Linked DNA regions of Mus musculus: region 2 is linked to region 1. Evidence: chromatin contacts called from public HiChIP or PLAC-seq data. All regions are on one chromosome and are shown on one strand. Each heading gives the region's core, a stretch centred on a gene start, on an enhancer-like site or on the middle of the called end of the contact. The rest is flanking DNA. Distances are from core to core; before and after follow the strand shown. Region 1 holds the start of Gmip (Gem-interacting protein). Region 2 overlaps Gatad2a (GATA zinc finger domain containing 2A).

Evidence for each region. HiChIP or PLAC-seq counts read pairs in DNA pulled down with a chosen protein or histone mark.
Region 2: a contact with region 1 is called in an H3K27ac HiChIP or PLAC-seq map of extraembryonic endoderm stem cells. The contact joins the enhancer-like site here to the promoter of Gmip in region 1. A contact is called at or near these places in 1 of 39 promoter capture datasets (macrophages), 2 of 484 Hi-C or Micro-C datasets (female germline stem cells and spermatogonial stem cells), 3 of 115 datasets of contacts at active chromatin or transcription factors (embryonic stem cells, extraembryonic endoderm stem cells and microglia) and 3 of 9 other capture datasets (adipose tissue, liver and pancreatic islet).

What each region holds. Positions count from the first base shown.
Region 1 is chr8:69,806,242-69,811,520 of GRCm38.p6, reverse strand. Gmip (Gem-interacting protein) reads right to left here and starts at 2,834. Exons shown (of 21, transcript NM_198101.1): 1 at 2,701-2,834; 2 at 1,663-1,747; 3 at 804-891; 4 at 662-719; 5 at 238-363; 6 at 89-153. The coding sequence starts at 2,719. Atp13a1 (ATPase type 13A1) reads right to left here. Exons shown (of 26, transcript NM_133224.2): 23 at 4,618-4,760; 24 at 4,413-4,524; 25 at 4,186-4,329; 26 at 3,772-4,102. The coding sequence ends at 3,992.
Region 2 is chr8:69,933,203-69,938,228 of GRCm38.p6, reverse strand. Gatad2a (GATA zinc finger domain containing 2A) reads left to right here. Exons shown (of 13, transcript NM_001113346.1): 3 at 2,193-2,450. The coding sequence starts at 2,194. Among named protein-coding and RNA genes, the nearest start is that of Tssk6, 34 kb to the right of the region's middle. Within about 2 kb of position 2,593, at least 201 of the 459 cell types and tissues checked have an H3K27ac peak or open chromatin away from gene starts, as enhancers often do. A contact at or near this core is called in adipose tissue, embryonic stem cells, extraembryonic endoderm stem cells and 1 more, where this site is marked.

The DNA.
Region 1 (5,279 bases), core at 1,585-4,084:
GCGGGGCTAGCTCAGGAACTGACCGGATTGGGGGGGGGGTGGAGGATCTGGGGAGTGGGGGGTCAGGCTGGAGAGGGCTGGTACCTACCTGCTGGAGAATGGACACCTTGCCAGCCTCAGCGAGCTTCATGATACTCTTAGCAAACTCGAGCTCTAGGAGGAGGAGAGACAGTGGTCTACAAGCAGCTGGGGTTTGGGTCCTGCTGCCATCAGGGGCCGGGCAGAAGGAAGCCTCACCGTAGTTGGCTCTCTTGTCTGTCCAGGCCAGCAGTTCCTTGGCATAGCGGCTCCATGCTTTAGCATACTCCAGGGCAGCATCTACACCACCCTTGGTCCGAATGAGTCGCAAATCCAGTTCTTCCTCTGGGATAAATAGGGAAATCCTTGAGCCCAGCTTCCCCCTCCCCCGTGGAAGCCTTCCCTGAAACCCAAGACCGGACCCATGGCTTCTGTTCCATACTTCATGGCTCCCTAAAGCTCCCTTTGGAATCATGATGATGATTTACAAATTCTCTACTAAGACTGGGGAATCCTTTAGGATAGGGCGTGGATCCACTGTGGGCTCTGCCCTGTCCCCTGCATCTGGCACAGAACAAGATCTGAGATGTCTCAATGAAGAAACAATCTTACTCCCCCACTCTTGTCTGACACCCTCCCCTACCTGTGAGGGGTGCAGGACCTTCTGGGGAGAGATCCCGCCAACTACTGGCTTCACTGTTCTAGGGTAAGAGGATGAGAGACAGCATCAGGAGGGAGCAAAACAGCAAGCAAGTGGGCATGGAGCACCCTGATCCTGTCCCTACCTCCTCAGTCACCACTGTGGCTGTGTCAGCTTTGTCAGGCTCCAGGTCTTCTCTGCGTACAGGGTCTCCAGCCAGGGGATCAAAAGTTCTGAGGGTGGGAAAGATACTGGTGTCAGGAAGCCATTTCTGTCCAAACTCTCCTTTGTTGGGGAAAAGTCCTGGGGCACTAGGACAGTTGAGGGAGAAGGAAGAGGTAATCTTTGCTGTTATCTGGGATTTAGAAGGTGTGATCTGAGAATGTAAGGGGAGCCAGGCTGCAGTTTGTTTTGAAGCAGAGGCTCTTGTCTCCTGGCAGGCCGTCAACTCAGTGTTGGCTTGATTCTCAGCCTCTGCTTCCTAAGTGCTGGAATTACATTCATGCAGCAACACCCTGGTTGGTTTATGCAGTACTATGGATGGAATCCAGGCCTTTGTGTATGTCGGAGCCGCATCCTATCAATTGAACCTCACCCCCCTGCCCCTTCCCTAATGTGGCACAGGCAGGATTAAATCCTGGGCCTTGTGAATGTTATGCACCTGCTACATCCCCAGGTGAGGTTCTTTCCTAAAAGTAAGACTTGAGAAAGGGTTGGAAGGGCCATAGGCAATTTAGGGGCTTACGGAATTGACACTCATAGCTGCTTCTACCATTTTTAAAGGAATCATGAAGTTGCATGTGTGTGTCTCAGGATCATCTGTCTTTAAGATAGACCCCCAAATACCTATGTATCTAGAATACCAGAGGGCCCAGTTGTTTGGAGGGGGGGGCTCCTGTCTTAGGCTCAGGAGGTTGGAAGTCAGGGTGTCTGGATGTGGGGCAGCATGATACCCAAATAATTAGGGAGCTCTGCCCAATGTGGTGACACAGGCTCAGACTCACACGTTCCCCAATGATATCTCGAGGTTGTCCAGGCTCTGGAAGATGTCACTGTATCTCTTCCTGCCCTCAGGAGCTGGGGTTAGCTCTGGGGGAGGGAAGTGTAAGAAAACATGAGCCAACCAGTGTCTCTCTCCACCCATTAGTAGTGGCAAAGCAATCCGAATGTACCTCAACAACCACTCTCAAGCAGAGGTGGGAAGGGGGGCGGGCGGAGAGGGGAGAGAAGGAGGGGGGAGGGAGGGGGACAGAGAGAGAGAGAGAGAGAGAGAGAGAGAGAGAGAGAGAGAGAGAGAGAGAGAGAGAGAGAGAGAGAGAGAGAGAGAGAGAGAGAGAGAGAGAGAGAGAGAGCGCTTCGGTGGGGTCATTTCTGATTCCACAGATGGATCCAGGTAAAATCTCAGAGAAGCGTTTGCTCACAGCCACAGGGACACCATGCATGGGAGGACCCATAAGCAAAGGAAGGAAACAGATGCAGCTGCCATATGAATGCTGGAGTAGAGGGCTGGCTTGACAATGGAGCCACATGGACCCCAGGCCAGACAGATGGAAAAGCACGTGGGACACACAGGCACTTAGCCTGCGGTATAAACACACGCGAGTACCGCTGAAACCACGAGGGACAGGACTGAATGACACTCGATACACAAAGACAGCCGGAAACATAACCCAGTTCTAGCCACAATTCTGCCGCCGCCCCCTAGCCTGATGCCTCGGGGCTACCTGCAGGAATATTGGCCATGACACCCTGCCCCCATCCATCCTACGATCAGAAGCAGAAGCGGCCACTTCCCCTTCCTGGGCCCCTTCCCCCAGGCATCCGGGGTGCCCGCTCTGGCGGGCAATCCGAGGGCTGAAGGCTGGCGTCGTGAGCACTGTGCGCTTCAGGGGTCTCCAAGGTGCTCGGGGATCCCCTCGTTCCTTCCCCTGTCAGTACTCCTTTCCCGGCTGTCAGATAGCTCAGGGGTAAGTTGGGTTTTCTGGTTTAGGAACTGAGGAGCGGTGGTGGGAGGCCCCCCCCCTTCGGTCCCCACCCCGTACCTGTCTCCGCTGAGTCCATGGCGATGCCCGGGGGCAGGGGGTGGGGTGGGGAACGCGCGGCAATGCTGAGAAAGGGACAGGGCTGCGCGCCGCCCGGGACCAGCCCGATTTCCTGCCTCTGCCGACCCAGTGGTGTCGCCCCGCCCCAGCTATGCCACGCCTCGAGACGACCACGCCCCTCCCGGAAGTCGCCATCGCATTTGACTAGCTTCCAGAGTTTACCCCAGTAGAGGAGCCCCAGCGAGCCAGGGGTCCCTTCTGTAGATTTCTGTAGCACCCTAAGTCCCTGTAGCACTCTTCCAGCAAGCCGGGGATGTCTGCCCCAGAACATTCCACACCCAGCGACTAGATTTAACTCCCCGCCTAGGCTTTTAGATCCAGGGCACTCCTGTGAAGAACTGCAATGAAGGACTGCAATAAACCCCAAATCTCCAGGGCAGGCTTATTTTGTTTGTTTTGTTGTTTTGGAGACAAGTGTCTCACTATGTGGCCTGGCTTGGTTTATTTGGTGTGTGGGACTGATTAGCCTCCAACTCAGAGATCCCCTGCCTCTGCCTGCTGAGATTAATGATGCACACCAGGGCTGGAGAGATGGCTCAGCAGTTAAGAGCACTGTCTGTTTTTCCAGAGGTCCTGAGTTCAATCCCTAACAACCACATGGTGACTCACAACCATCTATAATGAGATCTGATGTCTTCTTTTCTGGTTCAGCATGAAGAGAGAATAAATCTTCAAGTAAAAGTGCAAACCACTGTCTAAGTGGGTGAGGCTCCTGAGGTGGTCGGCTCCCTTTCAAAGCAGTCAGTGGTTTTAGGGCAGGCAAGGCCACAAACACCTTGCACTGTGACCTCCATGCATGTAAGGAGGCTATCCACGGTGGCCAGTGACAGTGCGCCTGACAAGAGAGAGGATGTGCACGACACTAGAAAACCTGAGGTCCTAGGTCCAGGAACGCCCGCAGAGGGTGTCTCTCTCCTCTGGGCCTGTGGTAATCCTAGGCCCTTGAGTGACCACCTGGCCCCTCCAATTCCCAGGGGGCCCTGTGTGGCACAGATATAAGTGGCAGCAAGCTTTATAAAATTGCAGACGCCGATTTATTTACCAAAGGTGCTAGCCAGGACTCTTCTACTAGCCCGGCCAGCGGATGCCCACAAGGGTCCCAACTCAGTCTTCCAAGAGCAAGGCAGGGCTGCCTCACTGTGGAGATGGGAGCAGTGCTCCCTCCTGGGGCAGCGGCGGTTTTCCTGTTCAGTGGCAGCCAGGGTAGGCAGTGGATACCAGCACCATCTTCTCAGGAAGGCACTCTCAGCTTCGGAGTCCCCAAAAAGAACTGTAGGACACGGTCAGCCAGGAGTGCCAGGCAGAAGTCCAGGGCCAGGACCTGGCCGATGACCAGCTTGAACTGTCAAGAAGGAAGCAGGCTGAGCTGGGTCTGTGGCTGAGCTGGGCCAGGCTGGGCCAGGGCCACTGCTCAGAACCACTCACCTCTACAGGGATGTCCACAAGGCCAAACTGGCTGTTGAAGTCAGGTGAGGAACCAAGGAGCAAGCCAATGATGGCCAGCAGTGACACTGCCAGACTCCACACCAGGGGCTTGTTCTCAGGCAGGCTCTCCATGAAGGGTGGGCCCTGCAATGAAAAGATACAGCTGCTTGGGGAGGGCGGGTTGAGCAGGTCAGGCCAGGTGGAAGTGGACAGGCACAGGGCCTCACCTTGTAGTTGATGGCGAAGGTGGCCATCTGCATGGCCATGGCCATGATGTACACAGTGCTGTTGACCAGGCTCGGCTCAAACTCCTTGTACAGGTCTACAAACTGCTCCTGCCTGCAGGGGTACGTGGGTGTCAGTACCCCTCTCCTGCTCAGGCACCCACTGTAGCTTCCCGCTGCCTCCTCCTCTTCCTGGAACCCCACTTACTTCTCAGGGCTGCGTGCCTGGGCCTCACGGTACAGGTAGACCAGGCTCAGGAAGTGGACAGAGAATTGCAGCATCACCGTAAGGATGGTGTACAGGTTGAAGATGTTGGGTAGGGGCCGCTCTCGGGAAAGAGTCTTGAGAGGCTGTGGGGCAGGACTGACAGTCAGCCAGCATACTCTCAACAGTGAGGGGATACTCCTGCCTCAGGCATCTTGTTTGGTCCAGACCCAGGGGCTACCTATGTCCAAAATAGTCTGTATGCTATGGTAGCAATGGAGGGCTGTCAGGAGACAGATTTACTCTCTATTCCCACAAATGCAATCAGAGCCTTGGGCCTGGAGGTGGGCCTGCTCTATTGAGCCTGATGCTTCCTTATTAGGGTGGGATCTGAAATGTCCCTAGAAGACTCAAGGGACACGTTATGGTAGGGCTTTAGAAAGTGACCTAAGGCTCTGACCTCATGCCCAGACATGTAAAAGCTTAGATGGTGGGGCCCACATAAAGGGAGCAGAGCCTTGGGGACAATCGCAGGCCTTCCTCTTTTAGTTACTGTGGGTGAATAGCTCTAAATATGGCCTAAGCCAAGACAGATCTTTTGTTTAAGTTGTCCTGTGAGCCTTTCCTCACCTTAATGGGAAGTTGACACAGACACCCTCTGGCCC
Region 2 (5,026 bases), core at 1,344-3,843, 130 kb before region 1:
CTAGGGATATGAAAAGCAGTTCCCTCAACCCCTGGTAGACCTTTGCTTTTCCTTAGGCCCTTTCACAGCAACAAAGAAGTAAGGCTGTGGTATGGAGAAGATAGATTTCAGGTAGGGTTTCTGGTGGATTCAGATGAGCTAGGAGAGGCTGAGGTCAAGGCCTGGTCTTTTTGTGTATGAAAGCCCTGCCTTACTCCTACTGAGTTATGATGGCGGAACTTGGGAGCAGGGCCAGGCCTAGAGCTTCATTCTATTTTGTTTGGTTTTCAGGGTCTTTTTGTGTAGCCTGGAACTCTGTGGACCAGGCTGGCCTTGAACTCAAAGAGATCCACTTGCCTCTGCCTCTCAAGTGCTGGGATTAAAGAAAGGAAGTATGCCCCCACCAGTGAGCTTCGCTTTTGAGAACCATAATGCTTGTGCCCCACCCACCCACCCAGTTCCCACATGCCCTTATTGTCACAGGTTCTGAGCTCCCCATCTATATCCTGTCCAGGCCTGGCCGTGTTTATACCCTGTCTGAGGATACTGCCAATCTACTTCCTCTTGTTCTAGAACTCAGCAGCTCTGCTTCAGGGAGTACCCTGACACCCCAGGACAGTGGCTTGTTTGCTTTTGCTGGTAGGCAAAGCAGGCAGATTGTCAGCAAGTGTGACAGGGTTTGTGGTCAGGCTTGTTGAAGGAAGAGCAAAGCCGTAGTAGACTCTCCAGTGCTGTTAGAGTGGAGGGATATGGTGGGTGCTCCAGTATCTAGGGAAGATTGCCAGGGTACAGGTTGGGGTGGCAGGAGAAAGTAGGGTGGAGATGAAGCCCACTGAGGTTTGTGACCCTATCCCCATCTCTACCTTTGATAGAGTCGTATTAAGGTCAAAGCATTAACTTTAACCTAGGTGGTGATGAAGAGGAGGCTCTTGGGTCCAAGGTCTATGGAAGAAGGTGACTGGACCATGGAGATGAGGTTGGACTCTGGTCTGGCCGTGGGAGTGCATCCTTGATATGATGGAATATCCCAGCCTCCCAGAACCTTGGAAGGGGTTTCTAGAACTGGCTTTGTCCAGGACAGGCCTTTCCTACCCGTGGGAGTGCATCCTTGATATGATGGAATATCCCAGCCTCCCAGAACCTTGGAAGGGGTTTCTAGAACTGGCTTTGTCCAGGACAGGCCTTTCCTACCATATTTACCAGTGGAAAACTGAGGCACCTGGAAGGAGGTATCCCTCCATTAGGATGCAGAATCAGAGGGCTTTCCCATCAAGCCTGCTGGAGATGTGAGCTGAGGTTCTCTGCAGGGCTATCTATACTCAATGCCAGATGTCTCAGTGGAGCTGTCCCTTGGATCCTGCCAGAGCCCAGCCAGACTTTTTTTTTTTCTCTTCCCTTTCCCAAGTGAACTCTGGGTTCTCTGACTTTCCCTAGGCTGGTGTCCTATAGTGTTTAGTAAGACCTGGCTTCTGAGCGGTCCCTTTAAGAGGGCCTTGTCCCAGACTCAGCTGTGGAATGCCAGTAAGCTGTCCTCTTGTCTCTGTGAGGGTTAACAACACTTCACTTCAGCTGTGTTGTCTGGAACCGGTTCAGACTGGTTCTCTGGAAAGTGCTTTGTCTCTCTGACTGCATCCTGGGAAGGGTCATGTGGAGCCCAGTGATGTCATGGGATCAAAAACTGACTCAGCGTTTTTCTCCCTTTTCTTTGAATCAAGATAAATGTGTGCCACATGTACAGGGCCATGGTGGTGGCACTTTGGGATGGACCGGTCCATACTGTGCTCAGAGTGTATGTCTGCCAGCCAAAAAGCTTAGCATGACCCTCACTTCTGGCTCCCTGGGGGGCTCAGGCACACAGCACCTGAGGTCACCTCTATCCAGGTCCTACACACACCATTACAATACAGATGCCAGGCCCCTGGACTGGTTTTCAGACCCATAATAGGCACCGTTCTTCCACAGAAGGGCCCTGTCCAGTAACAGCTGCCACTGCTTTTCTCCCACTTGGATTCCATGGCTTCTCAGAGCTGGCCACACCCAAGAGGCCTGTGGGACTCCTTCCTGCCCAGCCATCCTAAGGGTGTGAGGGGCGTCTATGGCCCTGTCTTTGTTGTCCCTTCTCTAGTTAGCTGCCTCTGAGGAAAAGAAAACCGCACTTCAAACTAAACTTGTCAGAAGGGGTTCAAATGCTATATCCTCCCTTTCGCATACAGAATGAGTGAAGAAGCATGCCGAACCCGCAGTCAGAAGCGCACCCTTGAACCTGACCTAACGGAGGATGATGTGGAGAACAAGAAAATGAAAATGGAGAAAGGGTCATCAGAGCTGACAGTGGACGGAGACAGCAGGGTGATGCCAGAGCCGAGTGCAGGCTCAGCCCAGGGGTTGCTGAGGACAACAGAGGCCATGGGCACAGGATCTGGCGAGGGGCTGTTAGGAGACGGGCCTGTGGACATGCGCACTTCACACAGGTGAGTGAGAAAAGACAATGGGCTGGGTTGGAGCCTAGCAGAGGCTGGTACAGGGCAGGATGTCCCTGAGTCCTAGGCTGGGACACTGTCAGTGGCAGGTTCATGGGTTCATTGGGGAGGAAGTCCCCTGTATTTATTTAGTGGGTCTGCCATCTCTTGGATTGTGGGAGGACTGAAACATTCCTTTGGTGGGAGTGCCTCAGGGAGGCCAGGCTACCACACTTTGTGTCATTCCTCAAAGGAGGAGCCTCCCTATTCTGCCTGGCTTCTGTTATCTCTTCTGTGGGTTTCTCCTGTATATCACTAATTAGTTCAAGGGAACTTTCCTGAAACCCAGGCTTCCTTCTTTTGGTTTTTTTCAAGACAGGGTTTCTCGGTATAGCTCTGGCTGTCCTGGAACTCACTTTGTAGACCAGGCTGTCCTCAAAACTCAGAAATCCGCCTCCCAAGTGCTGGGATTAAAGGCGTGTGCCACCACCGGCCGGCCCAGAACCCAGGCTTCTTGACACTCATAGGTAAAAGGCTAAAGGAAGTCAGACTCAACCTTTTTCTCCCAGCAGCTACATTACCCTTTCTTCAGAACATTCTAGAATGGAGCATTTACCCCAGATTCTCACTGAGGACTTTCCCTGACTCCCCTTCTGTCCACTGGGATCCTGTACCTTTGGGGTCCTCATCTACCTCATGTGTATACTCGGTGAGGTCGGTCCAGCACTAGTGGAGTGCAGGAGGGAGCTAGTTCTCCACTTGGTGCCTGAAGTGCACAGCGGTTTCAGTCTTCAATTTTCTGCAAAATCTGGTGTTGGGATCCTGAGGGCTTCCAGATTTGCCGCTGTGCCATAGAATCCTGAGGACTTGTGAGTTCCTTGTGAAACTGGAATATCCCTTTTATTGAGAACATTCTGTGAACTTGCCATTAGAAAGGCTTCTCTCATCTGGGCACACGTGGCAGGATCTGCCCATCATCCCAGGAAGCACAGACAGGAAGCTGAGGAGTTCAAGGTCATTGTCAGAGAGCGACATACGGAGTTGCAGGCCAGCCTGGAGCACAGAAGACCCTGTCTTAGTAACCATCCTCTTGCTCACTCAGAAACTTCTCTCCCTCTCTGACTGCTTTCTGCTGTACTAGGGGCGTATTTTAGAATAAGTCACAGTGATAGGCTGAGGCTCCTTTTCCTCCCTCAGACTTTGTGGGTCCTCAGCTCAGTCTTTCTGGTGAGACCTCTGATAGGAGAGCTCCTGAAGCAGATGGGGAGGGAGTTGTTGGTTCTTTGGGGTTATGCCAGGATGCTCCATGTTTTGCTTATTGTGGCCTGCTCCTTTGTGAGGTGGGATGGTGAAGTCCAAAGTTATAAGTGTTAAGATGTGAAAGATCCCTCTTTTATTGCCAAAATCCAGGGGTACACCAGGGCTCTGAACCTCTGGGGCCCTACCAGAGCTGTTGGTTTCCAAGCTGTCCTTTAGATGTTTTTTCTTGAAGTTTTTACTGGTGACTTCTTACGACATACGTAGTATTTCAGGATAATCTGGGGAACAGATCACCCGGATATCCTGGATTGAGGGCTGCCTAGAAACTAGAGGACCCCCCACCACCACCACCACCACCACCACCACCCCCCGGGTTCTGGCTGCATGCAGGTGTAAGAGTGGAAAAGAAACCAAACCCTGAAGGTCAGTGGGCAGGGTGAGGGCTAGGCCACATGCTGCAGCTCTGCTTGGGCAAAACGTCTCAGCCACATTTCTTCCTGGTGAGATAGTCACTCTGCTTTGCAGGTTGATGAAGTGACAGGAAGGAAGTGTGTTCTTGGTGGCAACCTCTGCAGTATGGGAACAGCCCTGTTTTCTATGTTTGGTCTTCCTTGGGTGTCTGGCCAAGGACACCTTTAGGGATCTCCCTCCAGCATAGTGTGTGCTTCTATGGGTGTCAGACAGGAGTTGGGTTCCAAGCAGATTCATGTAGTGAGTGCATTCACCCAGGGTAGTGAGGGTTAAGGTACTGTTGCTTTGAGCTCACCATAGCAATTTATTAGATGTATACAGACAAGGCCTTGCAGGCTTAATGCCATATATTTCCTTGTTCTACCAATATGGCTTTTTTGTAAACAATTTTTATTAGATATTTTCTTCATTTACATTTCAAATGCTATCCCTGGTCCACTATACCCTCCCCCCCACCCAGCTCCCCAACCAACCCACTCTGACTTCCTGGCCCTGGTGTTCCCTTGTACTGGGGCATATAAAGTTTGTAAGACTGAGGGGTCTCTCTTCCCAGTGATGGCTGAATAGGCCATCTTCTGCTACATATGCAGCTAGAGACACAAGCTCTGGGGGTACTGGTTAGTTCCTATTGTTGTTCTTCCTGTAGGGTTGCAGACCCCTTCAGCTCCTTAGGTACTTTCTCTAGCTCCTCCATTGGGGCTATGTGCTCATAGAGGCTGAAAGTCAGCCTCGGTTGGCTACCATTCATCAGAAACTGTCCATCTTATTTCTTAAAACAGGGTCTCTTACTGATCTGAGACTTGGCAAGTTGGTCAGGCTCTTGAGACAGTGAGCCCCAGTGACCCCATCTTTATACT